Regions from separate parts of the Rattus norvegicus genome. Here region 2 is linked to region 1. A link is a contact called in public Hi-C data. All regions are on one chromosome and are shown on one strand. The core of a region is the stretch at or near the end of the contact, and the rest is flanking DNA. Distances in the headings are between cores, read along the strand shown. Region 1 holds the start of Pon1 (paraoxonase 1). Region 2 overlaps Pon3 (paraoxonase 3).

Region 1 (3,567 bases), core at 386-2,885:
ATTGTTCTGCTCCAAGTGTTAGCACCCACAGGACCTTAGCCTCATGCAGCTGGTGGCTGGTCTGTCCTAGAAGGTCCAAAAGGCTTCATTTGCATCTTTGTTCCCATGACAAGGCAAGCAGATATGGCAAGAAGGCAAACGATTACTGCGCATCTTCTCTAAGGTTGCTGCCTTTCTTGTGGCCCCTCCTGAAGGATGGTGCAGCTTATTACACAGAAGCTCACTTTAAGAGTCAGCATTCCCAGGGAAACAGAAACACGGGGCAATACTTAGGTTATGAAGTCAAACGCTCTCCTGGAGAACTAAAACACATTGGTATCTGACGGAAATATTCTAGAAAGGAGAAAGGGGTGCATGTTGCAGAGCAGAGAAAATGTGATTGGGACCAAATGACTTGAGAGGAAAGGAGATGCAGAGGAAAGGGGCAGGGATGGGAGTTGAATGAAACAACTCCCAAATGGAGGCAGGAAGCGCACTGAAGCCCCTGAATGCGCTCCTCCTTCCATTGGGCCTCCCCTTACTACTCTTACCTTGCCCAAGAATCACTCTCATCTTTTCCTTCTTTATTTTCCTCTGTGACCCATGTCCATATCTTCAGTACAAATATCTATTCACAGCATTGTAAGTGCTACTTCTTATCTTTCGGTCCATCTCTTTATCCTCTTTCTCTCTCTGTCTCTCTGTGTCCATCTCTCTGTGTCTCTGACTCTCTCTCTCTCTCTCTCTCTCTCTCTCTCTCTCTCTCTGTTTCTCTGTCTCTCTCTCTCTCTCTCGTGTGTGTGTGTGTGTGTGTGTGTGTGTGTGTGTGTGTGTGTGTGTGCGTGCGCGCGCTCAGTTACCAGAAGACAAGCTGCGGAAGTCCAGCCTTCTTCCACCACATGAGTCTCAGGCATGGAGTTGAGCTTGGCAGGCTTGACAGCAAGTACCCTTGCGTTCAGCGTCACCACAGTGGCCTCAGCTGTGAGAATTTCTTTGACCCCACTCACTTGATGTAAGCTCCGTGGAGACTTGTCACTTCTTAACATCTAGAAGAGTGCCTGGAATATAGTTGGCACTCAATAAGCATCAGCCACATAAGGGAGATGCTGAAGGATGGAATATTGTGTCTTGCGGAGCTGGAAACTCAGAAGAGGCATTGGGAGAAAGTGATACTCTGAAATGATGGTGTTTCGAGGCAGCACCATCTGGGTCTCCTTGTAAGGACAGTCTGGACCTTAGGGCTTCTGACCACGGTCCTCTTTTCTGTGCTCTTAATTTGCTGTTAGCATGGTGAAGTTCTGAAACCCTCTTAGCCACAAGGATTAGAACTGTTTTATTTTATTTATTTCCTGGCACATATTTTCCCCACAGCTCTCAGTTTCCTCCTGCTTGCTTAATCCCTTCCAGACCAGTTTAGGCACCTGTTCTGCCTTTTCTCCCCTTAAAATTGGGGGATGGGTTGGGTGGATAAGGGAAATGAACCTAGCTGGCAGCTTGCAGCTAAAGAACTCTGGCTGAATTGGAGCTGTGGCACCCAGGGGGGGCGGGCCTCAGACAGGCTCAGGCCAGCCAATCCGGAGTTGTCAGAGCCACCAGGCTGCAGGTTTCAGGACTGACCAGCGTCCCTCCACTTGTCCATCCTTCAGTCTGTCCATTTGTCTCAGGACATGGCGAAACTGCTAGGGCTCACCCTCGTGGGACTGGTGTTGGCACTTTACAAGAACCATCGGTCTTCCTATCAGTAAGTTGTGTTGGGATGGTTGGGGTGAGGGCTGCAGCCACGTGCTTCCTACCCTCCAAAGTCCAGGAGCATATCCATGCCCTCCTGGCTCTTAACAGGAAAATCTATAGGCCCTGGGTAGGACGCACACCTAAGAGTGGTTCGTAGATGTTGTCAGTCTTCCCTGTGCTTCTTAAAAACCTGCCCTGTGTCTGAGAGCTGGGGAAGGTCAGGATACACAAATGATATGTCAGCAAGGTCCATGTGCTGTAGTCACGTTTTAACCTGGCTTGAAAAAGAAATTCCAAATAGCAGACTGGTGTGTGTGTGTGTGTGTGTGTGTGTGTGTGTGTGTGTGTGTGTGTGTGTGTTTGAGGATGGAGTTAGTTTGCAATACATTAGTGAAAAAGAGTTCCCTGAATATAGTAAACCTTCCTGGCTTGGAGAATCTCAATCTGAGGCTCCACTAGGGAAATAGACAGAAAGCCTACTTGTAACTAGCCCACTAGGAGCAACTGCTCCCTGGGGTGCTCCACATGCTCCAGTGGGTGCTGGGCTGAGGTAATAGGGGCATCATGAACGCCACAACTGGTCTGGCTTTAATCAAGGTGTCTTGGTCACACTTAGAGATCTAACCACTAATTGCTCCAATAAACCATCTATGGTACCATATATAGAACACCACTAACAAGAAACCTGGAAGGCAGTAACTATTCAGTGGTATTAGTTCCTGTTTCCCTCAAAAGGACTTAGTAACCCACCAGAGTGCTAATGGGTAGGAGGCTAAAAATGTATAAGAAGTTTCATGATAATCCTTTATGAGGGTTCAAAGTTTATACACCATTCTCCTGTAAAAGGCTTAGTCAATACTATTGTGTTATTTACTCTGTTATTTACTCTGAAGTAAAAAATTAACGAACATGGACTATTAGGAAATAAACCATTATATGATCTTATAAACTAATTAGAATCTTCCGCACAGAGTTGGGTTATATAAATTATTATTTCTTAAATCACATAATATTAGAAAAGTATTTGAGCTTGAAAAATTGTGTGTGTGTTTGTGTGTGTGTGTGTGTGTGTGTGTGTGTGTTATATGCTTATGTGTATGGATAGCTGCATAGCTGCACCTGTCCATGTGTGGACCTGGAGTCTTGGGAATCTTCCTCCGTCACTCTCTACCTCATTTTTGAGGCAGGGTCTCTCTATCACTGAGACTGGAGCTTCCTGACTGCCTTGATCGTCTAGTAAAGAGCCCTCGAAAGCTGCCTTTGTCTGCTTTCCAATGCTGGAATTACAGGTGTACACTGCTGTGTCCTGGTTTTTATATGGGTGCCAGGGATGAGAACACAGGTCTTTATGCCCATGTAGTAAGCATCTTACCACGGATCTATGTCTACAGCCGGATTTGGGTTTTTACCTTATCAAATTTTGGGCTTTTACATTTTTAAGAATCACTTAAATTACAAATTGGGAATGTGTGCAGAACCCCAGGGGATAACAGACAGAAGGAAGGGAAACGATACCAACTTTCTAGAAGCCTTAAAGGCTCAACATGCAAGAGGATCCATGGGCCAGAGGGGGGCCCAATACCTCCCTGGATATGCTGTCTTAGGCCCCGCTTCACATGTCTGAATCAGATCAGTATAACTAGGTCCCAACCCCGGGATATTTTTATGCTTTTCTGGATAGTATACTCAACCCCTGTCCTCTCCCATGTTGGAACCAGAGGCAGGAGCATGGTGGGTGAATAATGACCAACCCCCATTTTGGAGAAAAGACACACAAAACTCCAGAAGGTTATGAATCTGCCCAGGAAAGAAAAAGATATAACTGTGATGTATCTTGGCATCAAGGGAAGCTCTGCC
Region 2 (3,756 bases), core at 3-2,502, 43 kb before region 1:
CATAGTGGTGGGTTGTGTTCTCTGAGTCTTACCCACTGGGTATTATAATCAACCTCCAGATGAGTTATTTCTTTGTATCCAATTCTTTAAAGAAGAATTTGATAAAAAATTAAATAAATGAAAACAACCTGTGGGAACTTATAAAAATTACCTTAAGTGTGTCGATTGTGTGCCAAGTGCTAGGGGAAAAATACTTTGTTTAACTGAACGGTCACACGGCATTTAGTAACGAGCATAAGTAAACCGAGTCTCATAGAAGTTGTGGGCCAGGCAGGTTGCCTGAGTCAGTTTGTGATTGACGTAGTCATCACGTAAGCTCCAGTCTGACAAAGCTGAACTCTTAATTTGCAGTGATAGGCATCATTCTTATTAAATTTGGAAAATTAATATTCTTTAGTAGATAGCCAATTTCAGGGTTTAAACGGTAAGATCTCTCTCTCTCCCTCTCTCTCCCTCTCTCTCTCTCTCTCTCTCTCTCTCTCTTATGAAGTAAGCACATCAGGAGGTTCTGCAGCCACAGTGGATTCGAACCTCACAGGATTTCTAGGGAAAGGGAGGGAAAAGAAAGAAAGGGGATTGTTGGGAGTTGAACGGTGTCCTACAAAATGCAAAATAATCCCCAAGTCATCCAAATTTCACTTTTCTAAAATTTTATATTAAGTGTATGCTTGAATTTCTTCCACACATATTTCAGAATGCCACCTTGCTTGGAAATGGTCAATTAAAGATGCAGACTTAGTAGACTAAGACAGATCTGTAATCCAGTTAGAAGGCAGATGCGTGCAGAAGAGAGACATACAAAGGCAAATACTGGCCCAACTCTGGAGTGAAAGATCAATAGGTCAGGGGGAGTTTCCTGAATGTGGAAAAGCCACAAACAAGAGTTTTTCCACAGAAACTTCAGTGGGATTATGGCTCTGCTAACTCTCCGACTCTGTTGAACCATGTTCGAATAGCTTCTGTTGTTTAATCCCTACAGTTGATGGTAGCTTATTATAACAGACACAGGAAACATACGTGAAGAAGGGGTAGAGATGCCTGGTCAAGTCACTCATTACCAAGTGCAGTTGACACAGATTAAAATCAGAGGTTACCTCGAAAATGCAACAACAGCCTTGTTTCATAATAATCTGACCATGATAAGAAAAGAGAAGTTTATCCTGTGACCTCAGTTCTCCTTAGTCAAAGGTGCGCCAAGGACCTTCTCACTCTTGCCCTACCCACTCGTACATGTGAGAGGTAAGCCCATGCTATTCTGTGCTTTGACAGTGGAAGGCAAGAGGTCATAGCTGTGACCTTTTGTGAAGTGGCATCTGTGGGAGCCCTCCCCAGACTGGTTGAATTTGAGCCTACTTGACAGTAGGAAGAGGCCAGTGAGACTGCAGGATATAAGGAGTTTGAGAGGAGTAACACACACAATGGGCAATAAATACAAAGGGCAAAACTCAGCCTCACAGGAGGAAACTGTGAGGCAACTTAGTACAGAGTGCCAGGCAAGACTTGAATGCAATTTATGATGTCACTCAAAGTCTTTTGGCAGAGAGGTACTCAGGCCAAGTCACGAAGGATGGATAGGCTAGCAACGTGGAAAGCTGTACAAAACTGCAGAATGATTTCTGATTTTCATCCAAAGTTTCCTTTCCTAAAATAGTATTTGTTTAAAAAAAACAAAACAAACAAACAACAGAAAACCCTCTGGGTTCATGAGATGGCTTAGTAGGTATAGATGCTTGCCAGCAAGCCTGACAACCTGTGCTTGATCTCTGGGACATACATGGTAGAAGAAAGAGAACAGGCTCCTGCAAGTTGTCCTTTGACCTCTGCACATGCACTATTGTGGATGTCTTGGAGAGCTAATGAATGTGCACATGCATACACGCTTGCACGCTTGCACGCTCACACGCTCGCATGTGCATGCAAACACATACAGAGATAAATGATAAATAAAAATTTTCCATCTTTCTTTTAACTTTTTCACATTTCCATACTCTCTTCTCTAAAATGACATTGGTTGTATTATAGACTCGAAGCTTTCTTAAAAGAAAGAGAAAATGTAAATGCCCAGATAGACTTGGTTAAGAGATAAAGACAGGAAGGAATGCCCATGGCTCAAAGCTGTGTGGTTTTCTTTCATTATCTTACTCAAGTTGCACATGGCAATCAAGGGACCTAGTGTCGCTTAGGGTCCTAGGAGGACAGAACAGTGTACCCTCAGGGAAAAAATGGTGGTTATGAAAATACAATGGACCACTCATTGGTTCTCCAGCTCTTTCATTAAGAAACCAAACCCAGGGCCTGGGGAGATGGCTCAGTCAGTAAACTTCTTATCTCACAAGCATGAGGACTCAGGTTTAACCCTCAGAACTCAATTACAAAAGAATGGCTAGGCATAGTAGCATGTGCTTGTAATCTCAGTGACAGGGAGAGAGAGATAGGTCAATCCTTGGGGCTTATGGGTCAACCACCCTAGCCTACACGGGAAGTTCCAGGCCAGTAAGAAACCTCAAGAATCAAGGTAGATGGGACTTGAGGAACTACACTTGAACTTGAACTCTTACCTGCTCTCCCCAGACACATACATGAATAGGCACACAAATATCCACAAACAAAAGAAACCACATCTTTTTTCGGTAAAATCAAGCCATATGACAGTGCTTTGCTTTTAAAATTAAGCCTAACTCTAGAGGATCTAAAATAAAGATATTGTATGTGTCACAGAAAACTATCATTGACATCTACAAGTCTAGATTTTGTTAATATACATATTCACTTTTTACTTAAAATCATAGACAAAAGAAAATATGTGGAAGTAAAATCTGAATATTTTATGGGATTAGTTAATTGATCTCTACCATTTAAAACAGACGAACATGTTGATCTAGGTAGATATTAAGAGCTTTGTCAATAATCAAGATATTCAAATACCTAATGGGTTTCTCGTTCTTTTTCTTTCTAGTGTGAATGACATTGTGGTTCTTGGGCCAGAGCAGTTCTATGCTACAAGAGACCACTACTTTACCAGTCATTTCTTGGTACTTCTGGAGATGATCTTGGACCCTCACTGGACTTCTGTTCTTTTCTACAGCCCCAAAGAGGTCAAAGTAGTAGCCCAAGGATTTAGTTCTGCCAATGGGATCACAGTCTCACTAGACCAGAAGTATGCTTTTTATTTTCTGCCCTTTGCCCCTGTTATTTTGAAGAGCTCCTTGCCTGAAGAGATCCACTAGGTTCAAGTAGTTAGTATGTGCGTGGAGGCCTCAGTTGTGCCCACAGTTCATAGTAAATGTGTGATCTTAAAAGCCCTTTGTTTTCTTGAATTTCAAGTCCCCTCCAGTAGGAAGAGAAAATATGGCCCTTGTTCTAAATTCTTATATAACTAGATATAGTCCTTTCCAACATTCTTTCCGAAAGCAGGATGCTTATTAAATATCACTGCACTTTATGAGCCCAAAAATTATTTAACCACATGAATAAGGTCAGGCTAACCAAAAGCTCTTATCAGAGAGAGAAATCTGCCCTAGACATGTGATGGTATAGTTGTCAGACATATGATTATTCCCTGACTGTTTTTAAGAAAGCATGAAATTGTAAAAGCAAACACCCTTGGCAGATGACTAAGAAGCGAAGGCTTTCAGAACAGCGATGCACTATGAATAGCAACCTTTAGATCTGAGATTCTGAGTAGAGATGATCCTTGTAGAACATGCCTGTTGGCTGGATGTAGTGGTGCGTGTATTTAATGCCAGAACTTAGGAT

What was found. A called contact is a pair of places that touch in the nucleus more often than the background predicts.
Region 2: a contact with region 1 is called in a Hi-C map of liver, with 2.0 times the contacts expected there. The contact joins the enhancer-like site here to the promoter of Pon1 in region 1. A contact is called at or near these places in 4 of 12 Hi-C or Micro-C datasets (hepatocytes, kidney and liver).

Annotation. Positions count from the first base shown.
Region 1 is chr4:34,285,928-34,289,494 of GRCr8, reverse strand. Pon1 (paraoxonase 1) reads left to right here and starts at 1,635. Exons shown (of 9, transcript NM_032077.1): 1 at 1,635-1,720. The coding sequence starts at 1,647.
Region 2 is chr4:34,328,782-34,332,537 of GRCr8, reverse strand. Pon3 (paraoxonase 3) reads left to right here. Exons shown (of 9, transcript NM_001004086.1): 6 at 2,957-3,157. Among named protein-coding and RNA genes, the nearest start is that of Pon3, 20 kb to the left of the region's middle. Within about 2 kb of position 1,252, at least 1 of the 93 cell types and tissues checked has an H3K27ac peak or open chromatin away from gene starts, as enhancers often do. A contact at or near this core is called in liver, where this site is marked.